2 separate regions of the Oryctolagus cuniculus genome follow, and region 2 is linked to region 1. A link is a contact called in public Hi-C data. All regions are on one chromosome and are shown on one strand. The core of a region is the stretch at or near the end of the contact, and the rest is flanking DNA. Distances in the headings are between cores, read along the strand shown. Region 1 overlaps TIAM2 (TIAM Rac1 associated GEF 2). Region 2 overlaps SCAF8 (SR-related CTD associated factor 8).

Region 1 (2,802 bases), core at 265-2,764:
TGAGAGAGAGAGAGACAGAGAGAAAGGTCTTCCTTTGCCGTTGGTTCACCCTCCAATGGCTGCTGCGACTGGCGCGCTGCAGCCAGCGCACCGTGCTGATCCGAAGGCAGGAGCCAGGTGCTTCTCCTGGTCTCCCATGGGGTGCAGGGCCCAAGCACTTGGGTCATCCTCCACTGCACTCCCTGGCCACAGCAGAGAGCTGGCCAGGAAGAGGGGCAACCAGGACAGAATCCAGTGCCCCGACCGGGACTAGAACACAGTGTGCTGGCGCCGCAAGGTGGAGGATTAGCCTAGTGAGCTGCGGTGCCGGCCTCAACTTACTTTACAGGAATGCAGGGGCCGGCGCTGTGGCTCAGCAGGTTAAAGCCACAGCCTGCAGCGGTGCCATCTCTTATGGTCGCTGCTTGGAGTCTCGGCTGTTCCACTTCTGACCCAGCTCCCTGCTGACGTACCTGGGAAAGCTGTGGAAGATGGCCTGAATCTTTAGCTCTGCACCCATGTGGGAGACCTGGAAGCAGCTCCTGGATCCTGGCTTCGACCTGGCCCAGCCCTGGTTATTGCAGCCATTTGGGGAGTGAAGCAGCGAATGGAAGACCTCTCTGTCTCTCCTCTAACTCTACATCTTAAAAAATTAAAGGAAAACAGACACTGCTTTTCAAATAGCTCATATTAGAACGAGCAGCAGGCCACGCGAAGTGCTGTTTGTTTTATAACCCTGCTTTTGTGGCTTTGTGAATCTGAAACTCACCTCTGGCCACCTGTGCCAGCACTGTTCCTGGGGTACACGGGAGCTCACAGCCCTCCATGCTACTGTGGCTTCCGGGACCCGTGCTGCGGGACCACGTTAGGAGTCTAGAACTGGACGGTCTCGAACTCCATCCCAGGATCCACTGAGCAGAGTTCAACTCCCCCCACAGTGCTCCTCTAAGCACCCTCTGTCCACTGCTTGCAGCTAAAACCGACAAGGCCTTCAAGGCTTTCCTGGACGCCCGGAACCCCACCAAGCAGCACGCGTCCACGCTGGAGTCCTACCTCATCAAGCCGGTGCAGAGAGTGCTCAAGTACCCGCTGCTGCTCAAGGAGCTCGTGTCCCTGACGGACCACGAGAGCGAGGAGCACTACCACCTGACAGGTGAGAGGGCTCCCCCAGTGTCGGTCTTGGATACAGCTGCCCTTGTGGGAGGACCGCTGTGGCCACCCTTAGAGTCAGCACGGGGAGAAGCGGTCTCGTCGTAGGAGCCCCAAGCCACTCCATCTTCCTGTTTTAAAGGAAGGCACCGGAAGCTCACCTGAGTTCTCAGGCCTACCTGGTGGTGCTTCGGGACTGGAAATTGGGCGGCTTCTCCTAGTCCTGGTGAGCCGAGATGTTGGGTGAGGCGCCACCTTGTGGACATCTCTGAGTATAGCCGGCTCTGAAAGCAAGCGCCAAGCCCTCCCTCCCCACCTGCACTGGGTTTTAAAGTTGATGTGCTGGTATTTGTAACCTGGGAAACACCCAGCCCCAGGTATGCTCCGACAAAGCCCAAGGCCCTGCGGTTTCATAGGAAACGAAGCAGACTTTAGAGAGAGCTGAGCGATCTGCTCTCCACGTGTTGAAACTGGGTCCAGTTACGCCGTGTGTGCTAGAACTCCTGGGGAGAGACACAGGCTTCATTAAGAAAGGTTGCATGGGGAGTGTGTAAATCAAACTGGCCCTTCCCCAAGACAACATTTTGATATCATAGGCAACACAAAAGATTTTTTTTTAATATGTAAGTTATGTTCTACAAGTAAATGATGCAAACCAGGATTAGAATTCTAGTACAAGTGGCGAATTCATTTTGCATTGTGATGATGGGTAAAAGGGTTCCTTTAAAAAACTTCCTTCCAAACCTCCCTCTTGGTTGAACTAAAGTCCTGAATTGGGAGAAATTTTTTTTTTTTTTAAATACTGAATTTGGCAGTGACCTGACATTTTGCTTTTGGACTTTGACAAAATCACTGGTCCATTGTCAGCTCTCTCAGAGATGTAGAGGGTCAGCAGGTGGAGTGCACACAACTGCCCGGGCAGTGAGTGGTTCTCAGAGGCCGAAGCCTCGAGCATCGTAAACTAAGGGTCCCGAGGCTCAAGGGGAGATGCCCAGGCTGCCCATTCCTGGGTGGGGTTCTGGCTTTGCTCCTTGTCTTCTCCGGAACGCTGGCCGCCCGATCTGCCCCTCCACGGTCTCCTCCGTGGAATGGGTCTAGTGTGGGATGAGATGCTGCACGCCAGGTAGACAGGGCCGAGTCAATGCGAGCTTCTGCCCTTCGTCCGCTTCACTTCAAAGAGAATTTTCCGGGGGAGGCGACCCGACTGCTCGCCGGCGCAGTCACCAATGACAGCGTGCTGTGGTGAGGGACGCCGCCGGCTGGCAGAAGGAGTCTCGGGTCCTGGCTTGAATCCTGAGCTCTTGGTGGCTGTCGGGTGGGATTTAAAACAAACTGGAAGCTGACGGCGGTTCCCGTTCTGCAGAAGCGCTGAAGGCAATGGAGAAAGTAGCCAGCCACATCAATGAGATGCAGAAGATCTACGAGGACTACGGCGCCGTGTTCGACCAGCTCGTGGCCGAGCAGAGCGGCCCGGAGAAGGAGGTGTGTGAGGCGCGGGGGGCCTGGGGCCTGGGGGTCCTCCCAGACCATGCCACCGGCTTAGAATGAGGAGAAAATGCCTCGAGTGCTCTTCTTGACGCCAGCAAACCTGAGTACAGTGAATCAGACCAATTTAGATGAAGCGATGTAAAAGTCTGAAAAATTTTTTTAAAAAATTTATAGATTAGGGAGAAA
Region 2 (3,144 bases), core at 590-3,089, 300 kb before region 1:
TCCCAGGCACATTAGCAGGGAGGTGGATCGGAAGCGGAGCAACCGGGACTTGAACTGGCGCCCAATGGGATGCTGGCATCGTAGATGTCGACTTAACCCACTGAGCCACAATGCCAGACCTTCTCTGCCTTTCAAATGGATACAAAAATAAAATAAAATGAGAACAGAAAAATTGCATGAAAAAAGAAAATGGGAGCATGGAACAAGATCACAAACTCCACAGACAAAGGCCTTTTCTTCCACCTTCCCACCCTGTGTCAGGAAGGCAGACATGGCCTGTGCAGAATCCGGCCCAGCACCGTGCCCACAAGGGTATTTGCACCATGCTCATACCATGATGTAGCCAGCTCATTCACGTATCTGCACACACCTTCTTCAAGAAGCTTGGCATTGTTCTTTAAATTTAGCAGACGACATCCCAAATGGTGGTTTAAAAAGTCTAGGAAAAAAAATTTTTTTTTCTGAACTAAACTTGAAAGAGTGTGATCATCAAGGACACAGGAAACTGGCCTGGGGATTTTTGTGGTTTATTTTTGTATGATGTCCTGCCCCATATCGAAAGATATTATAAATGTAGGTACTATTTTTTAAAGGTTTATTTTATTTATTTGAAAGGCAGAGTTGAGAAAGAGAGAGAGAGAGAGAGATCTTCCATCCAATTCATTGTTCCCTTCCCAAATGAGTACAATGACTGGGGCTGGGTTAGGCCAAAGCCGGGAGCATGCAGCCCTATCGAGTTCTCCCACGTGGGTGGCAGGGCTCAAGTATTTGGGCCATCTTGTGCTGCTTTCCCAGGGGCAGTAGCCGGAGCTGCTGGATTGGAAGTGGAGCAGTGGAAACTCAAACCAGAGCTCATCTAGGATGCTGGCACTGCAGGCAGCGGCTTAGCCCACCGTGAGCTGCGCCGGGCATGCGTGTGCAAGTCCTCTGCATCACGCCTGCGCTAAGGGTTCTCTGGGCATCTTATTGCTTCCTTCTCTTCCCAGTCCTCCCAAGTAGGTTCTCTTGCCTCCCCCATTTTGCACATGGCTCAGAAGCTTCCCCAAGATCACACAACTGAGAATCAAGCCCTGGTCCCTCCCACCCAGAGTGTTTCCCTTGGTCACTGGGTGACACGTCCACACCCACTCCCCCCTCTCGGGAGCAAGTTTGCCTTTTGTTCCTCTTTTGATTATTGCATCTTAAGGATTCATTTAGTGAGGCTCTGTGGCTGTTTTTTTTTTTTTTTTCCTGCTGGAGATTATCTTGACTTTCAAGGGTTGGAATTTCTTTCTTTCTTTTTAAAGACTTATTTATTTGAAAGGCAGAGCTACAGAGAGGCAGAGAGAGAGAGAGAGAGAGAAAGGTCTTCCAACCACTGGTTCACTCCCCAGATGGCCACAAAGGCTGGAGCTGTGCCTATCCAAAGCCAGGAGCCAGGAGCTTCTTCCTGGGCTCCCAGGCAGGTGCAGGGGCTCAAGGACTGGATCCATCTTCTACTGCTTTCCCAGGCCATAGCAGAGAGCTGGATCAGAAGTGGAGCAGCTGGGACTCTAACCAGCACCCATGTGGGATGCTGGCACTGCAAGCAGCGGCCTTACCCACTATGCCACAGCGCCGGCCCCAAGAATTTATTTCTCATAAGAAGATATTTTTATCCTTAATTTAGCCGGTGTATCTTTTGAATTAATTTTACTAGCTCCTAATGCCAGAATTGCTGCAAAATGAACTCCTACTGAACAGCCCCCAGTGTGTTTTCCAAGCTTACCTCAAGAGGGAGCTCTTTGCAAGCCTTAGAATGTGTTCAGGCCCTCCCAGTCTGAAACAGGTTTCAAGTGTATTTTCAGAGAACGGATGGCAAGTCCACGTGAGTGGAGGATAAGTCCATGGAAAAACCTTGAGGAAACAGAAGTGTGGAAAGCTGAGGTCTCTGGATGGCAGCCCAGGCTCAGGGATTTCAGTCACTATGACTGAAGTTCTTCCTCTCTAGGGTCCCATCAGGGCCACACGGGAGGCAGGAACGACTTGGAGGGGCTGAGAGAGTCTCTCCACTGTCCCCAGTGACTCCTTACAGCATATGGCCAACTCAGTCCCCGGGGCAGAAGGGATTAGGGCATTTGGTTTAGGTTTTGATTTTTAATCATATTAGCTCTTCTGCAAAAAGGAAAGAAATACAAAGAAACACAGCTGAAGAGAGAGAGAGAAGAGAGATGAGAATGGAATCTAAGTAATATTTAATGAATCCAGAAGGAGGAGCAGAGGAATTTAAAAATGAATGGAACCAACAGGAAACAAATCCGAGTGGTAGATTTCACTCCAGCTGCCTCAGGAATTAATATTAAATGTAAACGGACTAAACAGTTTAGAGGCAGAGATTGTTAGGCTGGAGATAAAAGAAAAACCCAACTCTATGCTGTTTTAAATAGAAATACAGGGGCCGGCGCTGTGGCGCAGTGGGTTAACACCCTGGCCTGAAGCGCCGGCATCCCATATGGGCGCCGGTTCTAGTCCCGGCTGCTCCTCTTCTGATCCAGCTCTCTGCTATGGCCTGGGAAAACAGTAGAAGATGGCCCAGATCCTTGGGCCCCTGCACCCACATGGGAGACCCAGAAGAAGCTCCTGGTTTGGATCAGCATAGCTCCGGCCATTGCACCCATTTGGGGAGTGAACCAGTGGATGGAAGACCTCTCTTTCTGTCTGTACCTCTCTCTGTAACTCTGACTTTCAATTAAATAAAATAAATCTTTAAAATATATATATAAATACAGATCTATTGAAACTAAAAACATGAAGTCAATATGTAGACAGACAATGTGCTTTAGCAAGCTGGAATGGCTGTGTTAATATAAGAGACACAGACAGGAAATAATGTCAGGATGATAAATATTACCAGAGGCAGAGGGAAGTTCTCCAAGAATGCGTATCAATCATAAAACCATACATACCTAGTCAGAGAGCTTAAAACACACAGAAATGCTGACAGAACTCATGGGAGTCACAGAGAAACCCACAGTCCAGCTGAGAGTTCAGCATCCCTCCATTAGTAACTGACAGGACAACTGGACAAAAAAAAAAGCACATCTGTTCATCCTGATTGGCCGGCTGCAGGGGGACTGACCGTGTCAGCCAATGGGAACCCTGCTCACAATCTGTTTCTGTGTGATT

The links. Hi-C and Micro-C count contacts between places; a contact is called where the count stands out from the background.
Region 2: a Hi-C map of skin fibroblasts shows a contact between it and region 1, with 4 times the contacts expected there. The contact joins two enhancer-like sites. A contact is called at or near these places in 4 of 6 Hi-C or Micro-C datasets (ear pinna, embryonic fibroblasts, skin fibroblasts and 1 more).

Annotation. Positions count from the first base shown.
Region 1 is chr5:12,442,488-12,445,289 of mOryCun1.1, reverse strand. It overlaps TIAM2 (TIAM Rac1 associated GEF 2), which reads left to right. Exons shown (of 28, transcript XM_070073350.1): 21 at 953-1,132; 22 at 2,492-2,610. Among named protein-coding and RNA genes, the nearest start is that of CLDN20, 28 kb to the right of the region's middle. Within about 2 kb of position 1,514, at least 1 of the 8 cell types and tissues checked has an H3K27ac peak or open chromatin away from gene starts, as enhancers often do.
Region 2 is chr5:12,739,671-12,742,814 of mOryCun1.1, reverse strand. The region is part of intron 21 of SCAF8 (SR-related CTD associated factor 8); the gene reads left to right. Among named protein-coding and RNA genes, the nearest start is that of TIAM2, 58 kb to the right of the region's middle. Within about 2 kb of position 1,839, at least 1 of the 8 cell types and tissues checked has an H3K27ac peak or open chromatin away from gene starts, as enhancers often do.